Linked DNA regions of Zea mays: region 2 is linked to region 1. The links are chromatin contacts, called in public Hi-C maps. All regions are on one chromosome and are shown on one strand. Each heading gives the region's core, a stretch centred on a gene start, on an enhancer-like site or on the middle of the called end of the contact. The rest is flanking DNA. Distances are from core to core; before and after follow the strand shown. Region 1 holds the start of LOC100280373. Region 2 holds the start of LOC100278989 (nuclear poly(A) polymerase 4).

What was found. Hi-C and Micro-C count contacts between places; a contact is called where the count stands out from the background.
Region 2: a contact with region 1 is called in a Hi-C map of bundle sheath, with 3 times the contacts expected there. The contact joins the promoter of LOC100278989 here to the promoter of LOC100280373 in region 1. A contact is called at or near these places in 5 of 25 Hi-C or Micro-C datasets (bundle sheath, ear, endosperm and 2 more).

The regions. Positions count from the first base shown.
Region 1 is chr9:76,961,117-76,967,037 of Zm-B73-REFERENCE-NAM-5.0, forward strand. It overlaps LOC100280373, which reads right to left and starts at 3,479. Exons shown (of 4, transcript NM_001153299.1): 1 at 3,317-3,479; 2 at 2,806-3,258; 3 at 2,276-2,696; 4 at 1,859-2,171. The coding sequence starts at 3,441. The coding sequence ends at 2,055.
Region 2 is chr9:77,168,304-77,173,569 of Zm-B73-REFERENCE-NAM-5.0, forward strand. LOC100278989 (nuclear poly(A) polymerase 4) reads left to right here and starts at 3,344. Exons shown (of 13, transcript XM_020543930.2): 1 at 3,344-3,778; 2 at 3,902-4,055; 3 at 4,175-4,252; 4 at 4,358-4,465. The coding sequence starts at 3,951.

The sequences.
Region 1 (5,921 bases), core at 2,229-4,728:
GAGCTTTAGAGACGGTGAGATTTTTACATGCTGAGTTAGTGACTTGAAGATGAAGAGTTTGAAGATTGAACTTTTATTCGCTCTATGGTTCAATTGTCGCTGAGATGGAGAAATGTGGTCGGTAGCTCCCATTGACCCTAGGGGGTCATCTGCAAACAGCTACCCTGGGGGTCATCTGCAAAAAGGCCAAAATAGCCCTAAATAGCAGCCCATGGTCGCTCTGTCTTGCGTGGGAAGGAGCCTAGCTCATTTACAAAAAAAACCAGAGAAAGAGAGCTAGGGTTAGAGTGAGCAGAGGAGAGATTGAGAGACACCAAATCCAAAAACTTTAGAGAGTGATTTGGGGATCCGGAGCCTCCATCCCCTCACTTGTTGGCTCCCATCTCTTGTTTTCTTCATCTTCATATTGGAGTTCTTGCTTGCCGCCGCCTGTGGATTTTCTCTCCGTAAAGAGTTCCCCACATAAATCCCTGTGTCTTCACTTGCTTGGGTATTTTACTTGTCATATGTGCTAATTTCTCATCATTTTGCTTGCTATTGGAGCCATCCCTCAAGTTTCTTGGTGTATGGTCATGTTGGCATGGGGGCATATATGTGTTCTTTGGTATGTTGGTGATCTGTTGATAGTGCTGAAATTTGTGGTGAGCTAATTGTTGCGCATATAGCGTTGTTATACTACTGGACATCACGTTGTTGCTTGATTTGAAGCTTAAGTGCTTCTTTTGGTTCATGACACAAGGTGTTCGGTGAAATGCTTATGACAGCTTAGCTTGCTGTTTTTTTTGGTCCGCTTCCATTGTGCCCCGACCCTCATATAAAGCAAGGATGTTGTCCTTGAATTAAAGCTGGATAGTTATCCACCCATTCGTCTAAATCACCACATGGTGTTGTTAGAGATGCGTGCACTTGTATATTCTTATTTGTATAGGGTTTATTTGGATATTGTATGTGTACATATTGTGGCTTCACCGCTTCAGTCCTTTCTCTCAATACATAGTGTAGGAAACATATGCATTGTGCACTAATATATCTATCAGGTTCAACCAAGATAGCATGCTAGTACAAGAGTATGAATCGTTGTTAGACAAGCAGCGTAGCGAAAGAAGGACATGTGAATGTTGTGGAAGTAATCATACGTCATCATGTATCAGTAGCAAGAACATGTGTACGCCCGTACTTATCAAGTATGTTGTTGATCAACACTATAATAACAACAACAATGTCTCCACGGTATCCACGATTTTTCAGCTGAGAAGCACGATTTCTTACCGGGATTAAAAAATCGTTTTTGAGTTTGAACATACAAACTGGTCATTTTCTTCGAAAAACCGGTGGTTTTAGAGCTGTTTACCATTTTCGGTGAAGATCGGTTTTTAGTTTAAAAATGGTTTGGTTAACCCTGATTGGTTGAGATACAGCTAAAGCCTCAAAATTGATTGATTGAGATACAACTAAAGCCTCAAAATTATCAGATTCCCATCTGATCCAACAAATACCAAATAAGAACACTGCAAAATGTTGAGGGCACATGAAAACTAAGAAGACTAAGAGCAGTGGAAACACAAATTAGGGGGTCGATAGTCTCAAAATCGTTTGCTATTCACAAGCCTGATTGGTTCGCTGCGCCTAGGAAGTCAGGCTCGTGAGCGTGACCGGCCAGATACGCTCATTTCGGGTATACCGGATGCAACTAAATAGCTCCAAAATGATTTGTTTCGTATTGGCTCGTGTAGTCCGCGCAGGGGTGGTAATGGGTTCTAGATTTTACACTAAAAATTTTAAGGATCAAATCGGATTAGGGTCCGGTCCTATTCCTATTTATTTTTGAACTAAAATTATTTAAGTACTCCCACTTTTTGTGAAGCGGTATTCGGATCGTGATCCATTACCACTCTAAGTCTGTGTCTCCACGTACAAGTAACCAAACATAGGTTCAGATAAAATTAACACATACAGTGGTCTAGGATAAAACCATGCAGGCAATCAATCATACATAAGCCGCTCAGTTTTCATCCCTACACCTTGCAGTCTCGCACTTCTTTTCCAGGATCACGTCATGTCGAGGTGGAAGAGGTGCACGCTGCTTTCTGTGCTCGGTAGGCGTGCACCGTGTACATGACTGCGGCGCAGGTAACAAGGGAGAAGGAGAGCACGATCATCTTGCTGAAATCCTGCTGGCATCGAGCATGTACGTCGTATATCAGTATATGAGTGGTCTGGTTATCATCTATCGTCATCCTCTTAGAGCCATTAGTGACTATACGTACGCACGCACCTTTGGGTCGGAGATGACGATGGCCACGACGTAGGTGAGCAGATCGAACACGGACTGCAGCGCATTCTGCACACCGCCCACGACGCACCGCTCGTGGTCGGGCACGCCGTCCTGCATCAGCTGCAGCACGGCGAGGTCGAACGTCCAGAGGCCCAGGCGCGAGGTCGCCACGCCGGCCATGAGCATCCAGGCGGACGCCACGCCGGTGGCCGCCCAGACGGAGGCCACGCACAGCAGCAGGCAGCACCACTGCATCCAGATGGACCACAGCCCCGTCCGGAGCGTGGTAACCCGGGAGTGCACGAGCGGGTACAGCAGGGTCGCTCCGATCCCAACAATGGCGCTGAAGCCCCGCGCCAAACTGATCACGTATGCAGGTATGCCTTTCCAGTCAAGTGTCGCGGTCATCAGCGTACCAAAGCTGCACATCAATTGCCACTTGGTGGCAAATTAATACTCATTCATCATATCTGTGACTGTGAGCTGTTGCAGGGTTGAGCGCAGAGTGACTTGCAGCTAGCTTAGCTTGCCTGAGAACTGTGAAGTAGAGGAATGCGAGCGCCACCCCGGGAAGCGCGACGTCCTGCCTCGCGTACACCACCCACGACTCCCAACCGGACGCGACGGAGAGCTTATCTGCCAGCCTCGCCCTCCAATCCAACGCCTGCGTCGGCTCGGCCTCGGCCGGCGCGACGGTCATCGGTACTGGCGGCGGGCGCTCTGCGTCCGAAGCTCTGGGCTGTCTTGGCGCGGCGAGGGCGGGCACGCCGTTGTAGACGGAGACGAAGAGGCAGTACTGCAGCCCCGCCGAGGCGGCGGTGGACAGCGCCAGCACAGCCGCAGAGGCCTGAGTCGACGCGAGGCTGATGACGAGAGCCGACAGCACGGGGGCCAGCAACGAGCAGCCCAGGTCGATCCGTCGGACCACCGAGTTGATCCCCGTCCGCACCGACGGAGGATGGCCGCTCGAGATCACCACCACCCTGCACCGTCACCCATTGCTCAACTAAGGTTCCAGTAAAGGACAGTGAAGAAAGGTACCATTCTCTCTCGATCAGTATGGTGCCGGCGAGAGCTGAGAGGGCAGCTAGAGCGCCGGAGACGTTGGTAACGGCGACCAGCGCCATGAATGCCGGGAACCTTGTGGCTCTCAGGTTGGCATACATGAGCAGGGTGGTCACCGAGGTTCCAGCGACAATCAAGGATATGCTTTGCGACAGCAGCCAGATGCCCAAAACCTGATGATGAAGCGCAAATGTTTGTTCTTCATGGTAAGTTTTTATCAGTTGCAGAGCAACGTGTCATGGCTTGCTACTGTTTCCAGTATTATAGTATGGATTAGGTCAATTTTATTTACAAATAGACAAAACTGATTGGCGAAAGATTGCGAGTTTGTGACCTGAAGGTATGTGGCCCTTCCAACGAGCGTCCCCACCACGGGACCGAGCACCACGAGAGAGGATGTCTCCACGACGCCGTAGATGGCCGCAAAGAGAAGCGAGTCAGGCCAAATGCGAATCATATACAGCGCAACAGAAAACTCCCACATCCTATGCAGCACGATACATAACATAAAAAAAAACCATGAGTAGCAGACAATGTTCGCGTGCCATGAGTTGCGAATTTACTTTAGTTACTTTTCGGCATTGCGTCACCAAAATTTCGAAATCCACAAGACAAACAAAAAGCGAAAATTCACCAATTTTTTGTCGGTGGCCGCTGTGGGATACCGGTCCCGGCCGGCCAGCATTTAGAAACCTGTTCTTGTGTGTATGTTTTTTTTTCCTACCGCAAAACTGGTTTCTGAAACATCGCACCCCCGCTACCAATTCAATTATTCAATCACGGAGTGCATGGAAAAAAGTGGAACAAAAAAGAAGAACAGCATCCATCAAATTTTGTGTGGCTCGGGACAGACGCCCAAAACTAAAGCGCTGTAATGTAACAGAAGCGCTCGCTACGGAGTAGTGAAAAACTAGATAGGGCGGGGAGCGGACAGCAGAGCAGAGGAGCTGATGCATGGCCCGGACGCACCTCGCGCCCCATCTGGCAAGGATTTGCCCAGCGTAGAGGCGGCGGAGGAGCGGCGCGTCCAGCAACGGCGAGCCCGAGCACAAGCTGCTTCCGGCGGGCAGACCACTAGCAGAAGCTGTGCCCCCATCCTTGTGCTCCATGCCACAGCGCGCACGCTCTATTGATTGATGCGTTGGAGCCTTGGAGGCGAGGGGGCACGCCGCGCCCGATGAAAGTATAGGATTAAGGGGCTGTTTGGTTCGTGGCTAAATGTGCCACACTTTGCCTAAGGTTAGTCGTTCGAATTGAAGAACTAACCTTAGGCACAAAAGTTAGGCAAAGTGTGGCAAGTTAGCCATCAAACCAAACAGGCCCTAAAGCTTTACTCCCTCCGGTGCAGTGAAGGAAGTCATTCTGCGTGACTGCGTGTGACCGAGCGTGCACAAAAGAAGTCGTAGCGCGTATGGATCTGGAATTTGGACGTTGCTGCCCCTAAGTAATTGCATCGCTCGAGCGCTTCGTTTTCTTCGTCGACCGTTGCCATGCCATGCATTAGTAACACCGCACGCCTCGCCTTTCGCGCTGGACTTGCGTCTCGCCTCGCCTTCCGCGTTGGGCTTGCGTCGCGCCATGCAAAATGGGCATGCAAGCCTCCAACGCGCCATGCAAAATGGAAAAAAAAAAAAGATGTGCTCGGGGAATCAAGCTTAAGACCTCTAGTCTAGAATGCCTCGAGAGGTGCTGCAGCAACTAATCGAGCCTGATTGTTTCGGTGGTGTTAATACACCCATATCCCTATTTAATAAGGGCAAACAGGGAAAACTCCATGATAATTAATCACTCCTTGGTATGCATAATTATGTACTAAACGACTACCTTTACTGCACCGAAGGGAGTATATCTGTCCTTTATAGTTTCCTCTAAAAATTTCATCTTCTGGCCCTGTTTGGCACAGCTTATTTTCAGCTTCTTCACAAATTTAAGCAGAAGTTCTGCCAAACAGTCAGCTTCTGCAGCAACTTATCAGTTCAGCTGCTTCTCAGAATACACTAAAAGCAGCCAATAAGCAGAAGCTGCTTTTCGCCAGCTTCTCAGATAAGCTGCTTTTTCAACAAGCAGCAGCTGTGCCAAACAGGGCCTCTATATCTTCTTTCTTTCGAACGACATCCTCTAAATCACATTCCTTATACACAAATATTTATATTAAAGACATTTTTCTTTTTTGTACATACGTATTTATTATACTCTCAGATGTATTGTATATATTTTAATTTTGCTAAACGGTTATTTAAAGTATTCAAATGGACAAAGGACCGTTTAGAGAAACTCTATATATAGAGAATCCAGCAGCGTCCTCTAAATTTAGAGGACCGTTTAGAGGACGTTGCTGGATAACGTAGAGGATCGTTTAATCCTCTATATTTAGGGTACACCAGGCTTTGGCGAACCTTGCTGGAGACAGCCTAAGGGACTTTTGGTTTCTTTAGTCACTAGACTAAATTTTACTGACTAAAGTTTAGTCGCTAAAATAACCCGTTTGGTTTCAGTGACTAAACTGGACTAAAGAGCTTTAATTGATGTGAATAATGACTATATTGCCCCTATTGATTAGTGGATGTTTGTTGAAAAAAGA
Region 2 (5,266 bases), core at 2,094-4,593, 210 kb after region 1:
TATCTTGATGCAATTTTATGGTTAACGGATTACTAAAAAGCGATGAATTTGGCAAAATCTGGTTGAATTATCTCTATCTCTTCTCTACTATATTAAAGCACCAGTTTTAATGGTCGTCCATATTATTTATATATATATATATATATCTTCTCTATCTCTACTATATTAAAGCACCAGTTTCAACGGTCGTTATGTGTCATCTTTTTACAAATAACCCCTCACATCTATTTCAAATTAACCTGCTGCACGCCCATCCCCTCCGCGGCTCCGGCCTAGGCACGTCAGCATGCTGACTGTGCCGGGCCGACCCGTTAGCCCGTCGGGCCATTTGGTTAAATTAACGTAAAATGTTAAAAAGTGGTGCAGGAGGTGGGGTTTGAACTCACCATGATGAAATAAGGGCGGGAGACACTGGGTGAAACCGTCTAACGAGTAGAAAATCATGCCCAAGTGTTTTCAATATTGAATATAAATTATACAGTTGTATATATGTTTTTTTGTAAAATAAAAAATATAATCATGCCGGGCCGGGCCAACACTATGGGCCGGGGCTACGATCCAAGCACGACACGACGCTCGTGTCGGGTTGGCCTAGACACTATTAAATGGGTCGTGCCTCGAACCGGCCCGCCAGACATGGCCTATTTGGCCATCTATACCTCCACACGATAATGATGGTCCTCGCCTCAGTTGCCGCTACCTCATTCGTCATCCTGCTTCTTTTCTCTCTCCCCTCATCCCTCCGCCTCCGCGCCACCCCATTCTCGGCAGAGGGCGTGGGAGCAGACACCTCCTCCCCGTATTCGTCCGACGCCAACCCCGACACCGACCTGCGTAGTGGCTATTGTACGTCCACGAGGACATTTCACAATATGTGCGCACCATCGTTTTCACCATCGTCGGACGTCCCGTTCGTCTTCTCGGCCTTCGCCCTGTTCTTCCTCCCCAACCTACTACCCTCGCCCACGGTCGCAGCCGCAAGCCGACCGACGCTCGTCGACGCAGGTACGGGGCGAGTCGGTCTTCCTCCTGGCCTTTCTTCGTGCGTGCCATCGAGGAGGACACAGTGGCGCCTGTCACGCTTAGGTTATCTTGGCGATGAGGAGTCTAGGTCTGAGATATTGGACAACCAAGGCCCATAGCGTGGCAGCAGTCAGCATATGCTACGGAGTTGGTGGTGGTGTTGTGTCGCCTCGGCGGGTCCAGGGCTGGGAAGGCACTCGCATTCTCTCGCCCTTCTCGGACTGACACCTGGTGCGGGTGCCTCTCGGTTTGAAGCTGCTCCGGCTGAGCTTCTTTCTTCGCTTGCGTGCTCTCTCCCTATATGTATCTAGCGGTATACTACCTATGTCGCCTCCAGATGCCCAGGTCTTCGTCGTGTCCTTCTCCGGCAACGAACATGTATGCCTGCCTCTTCCCTTCCCTTCTCTTCCCTTCCCTTCATGCTCTATGAAACCTTGGAAGTGGGGGAGGCGAGAGATGGGGGTTCCTGATTTGCTGCCTATGGTACCCGTTCGATGGCTCGGTATCGCCTGTCTACATGGCCTTTCCCTTACCACGGTGTCGACTTCATATGCTTCTACAACTTCTTTGTACCTGTCACTCATCTTTCTGTCATTGCAAAAAAATTTGTGTTGTTCCTCTGTTGTTTTGGGTGTTAGTTTTTTGTTGTGCTAATGACTAAACATAATTTGGGTGTGTTAATACTTTATTTATTGTCTGCACATGGTTTGTGTTCTTCTGATGATGGCTCATGGATCCTGCAAAATATGTGTTAGGATTTGGAGATCCATGCAGGCACTACCACCGGGTGCTCGTCCCTTATGTTCTTGGCTCTTGCATGTGTTAGGTCGTTTTTGAGACCACATTGGCACAATGGACTCCATGGTGTTTGAGGTTGTTGAATTGGATGGAGCAGCAATGATTTTTCACGCTAACAGTAAAAGGAAATGTTATTTGTTGGTTTTAAACGTTAGTAATTGCTACAAAGTACCATAATTTGTATGAAGCACATCGAGTTTTTATTGATGCCTGACTTTAGCAACCACTCCATATTTTAATCTATTTTTTTATAAGTTTGAGTTCATGTGACTTATTTTAGAAACTTGAGCTCACAAACTTTCTCTTATTTGGTCTGTGTATGATGGAATTATGTCATTATGTAATATCTGTTTGTTCAGTCAGTCATTGTGAACTCTCTTTCAATCACTACCTTCATTGGCCGTGTTGTACCAAGACATATTGGATGGAGTAAACAACAACATCAGTTAGTTAAATAAAAAAACTATTATGTGGAGAGCGGAGAAAATCAATAAAAAAATCTTAAGATTTTTTTTGTGGATATTTTTACGTGGGTATTGTTGTGAGCCATCGCAACGCACATGCAACCGACTAGTCTCACTCTATATCTCACTCATGGGTCACGTCAGCAATCTCTCTCCCTATATCTCTACTCTCCACACCAATTCACTCTACATTAAGGGGGTGTTTGGTTACACCCGCTAAAATTTAGCCCATGTCCCATCGAATGTTTGAACCTCCGTTCCGGGTATTAAATGTAGTCGGATTATAAAACTAATTTGTCAGCCGAAGATTAAAAGACGAGACGAATCTAGTCCAGTTGGTTAGGTCTATATTTCATACTCCTATTTAAAAGTCAAACACTTGATGTGACCCGGGCTAAACTTTAGCAGGAGCAACCAAACACCCCCTAACCCTCTATATACTACTCCAAACATAAAATAACATTTTCCATACCTATTCATCATCTATTATCTTTTTTCCAATAAAAACATTGCTATACACGGAACACGAGGAGAGAGTGCCGACTGCGTATGGCCTCAAATGTCACGTGTTACTGTAGCGCGCTTGGACTGTGGGATATAGAGTGAAAAGCGATGAACGCATTGTGTGAGCAGTGAGCCACTAGAACTGTCGTAGGGGAAAGGCATTAGTCCGAAGACAACTATTATCTCGATTAAATAAAAATGATCATATACAACAACCCGTTCAACGCGACAAATAGCCTATTTGGCTGTTCTACAGCTACTGCAGCTGTTCGATCTAGCGACCGTATAAATAAAATATTGTAGAGAACACAGTCACAGCTATACTAAGGGGTGTTTGGTTCTGTGGACTAAATGTTAGCCCGAGTCACATCAAGCGTTTGACTTTCAAGTAGGAGTATGAAATATAGACCCAATCAACTGTACTAGATTCGTCTCACTTTTTAATCTTCGGCTGAGAAATTAGTTTTATAATCCGACTACATTTAATACCCCGAACGGAGGTTCAAACATTCGATGTGATAGGGCTAAATTTTAGCTGACCCAACACCCCCTAAGCAACGAACGTGGTTACCAACTGCACCGTCTCCGCAAGGAAATAGACGGACGGATCGCCCAGAGAAATCCCTTTCTCTCTCTACTCCCTCCAATCTCCATCCCCTGCCTATTCGCCGTCCCTCTCTCCTGCCTGTCCCCGGCCGCCGCCACCCCACGGCCCACGCGGCCGACGCGCCACCTCCTTCTCTCTGTTCCCCGCCGACGTGGCCGGCGGATTGCCGGATCCGCGCGGGAAAGGGAGATCTAGACCCGTCTGATCTTGACCCGACCCGTCCCAGCGGCGCAGTTCGGGGAGGTTCCGTGCGGGGGATTTCGACTCGGGTGGTGGAGCTCTGGGTTCTTGTGCCAGGCGGTTACCTTTGCGTAATCTAGTAGGAGTCGCCGTGCTCAGCAGTTATAAGGGATCGGGCGCTCCAGATTGAGCCCTGGGAGAGGTCGTGTCGCGTTCTATCTCCGTGTAAAAGTTGCTGTTTTTGTGGCGGCGTGGCCTTGAGTTACCGGGATTTTCGGGGTTTCCGGCGGCCGATCCGTGCTAATTACGCTATCTGTTCCTTCAGGGCGTCCTCGTGTTGGGAGAGGATTTTGTGTTCTCTTGCCGTTGGTTCCATGGCCAGCGGCTCTGATCCCCCAAAGCAGTACGGAATAACTAAGCCGTTGTCGTTGCTCGGGCCTGTGGAGGCCGACCTGCAGAGGACGGCGGAACTAGAGAAGGTTTGTGATTAATTCAGTTTCATGTTATCAGTATTGTCTCAACTCTTCGCCCGACGATTTCACATTCCCGTCTCAGATTGATATTGTACTATTCAATTACAGCTGTTGTTGATTTGCAGTTTTTGGTCGAGGCGGGTCTGTATGAGAGCCCTGACGAATCTGCTAGGCGGGAGGAGGTGCTGGGGAAGCTTGGCCAGGTAGCTACTCTTGTTGCCACACGTGTGCTTAATGCTGCACTATGTATCCGTGTCCATGGTTCCAGCATTATTTCTTCCCTAAGCATGTTCTTTCGGCATTTGCAGATTGTAAAAGACTGGGTGAAGCAATTGACTAGTCAGAGAGGATATACTGATCAAATGGTTGAAGAGGCAAATGCTGTACTCTTCACCTTTGGCTCATACCGACTTGGGGTAATTTCCACCACTTCCTTTTACTAGTATCGCCTGTTTTGCTCTGCCACCCATCTTTTATTTATTCATTAGTGAAATTGTACAGTTTAGATAGTCTTTGTACTTGTGACAGTACTTAGTGTTGATGCTCCTTTAAGGGTGTTCGTGTCCTATTAAAATACTACATTCAAATTTCTTGTGCTTGAGGACTAGTTGCAAGTTACAACTGATATAGAAACAGTCTAAATATTCAGAAGTGGGATCTAAGTGGTGTACGAGTGGTTGCAACTTGCAATTATCCAAACCTGCTTTTTTGAGAACACAATTTAACGAGATAAGTGTCACAGTTTTTTTAAAGTAAATTTGCTGACCAGTATCCAATTTAGCATGAAATTGTGCAACATGCCATGTTGCTGTGATATGAAGGCATGTGCTGTTTGCGAACAATTTTGAGTTTCTGAAGACCTTCACACTGCCCTTGTCAAGCCGTTATATAAATTTTAAATAAGCCATAGTGAATGGCTACTATGCATTTGCAGTCTCATTCAAATCTATATATATACTATATTAAGAACCTAATGTGAGCGCCTGGTTGCTACCACGGCTTCTCCTTCCGCGCTGACAATCTGGGCCCACCCCATGTGCCTCGATTGGTTCTCCCGCCCCACGCGCCCTGCCTCGGCGCCGTGCCCTGTGGGCACCATGCCCAACGCCCGCGCTCAGCTACTGCCCTGTGGAACCCCAACGCCCGCGCAGCCAGCTACTACGCCTGCTCCGCACCCGACCCTGTCCGCGCAGCTACCACACCACACAAAAAATAGT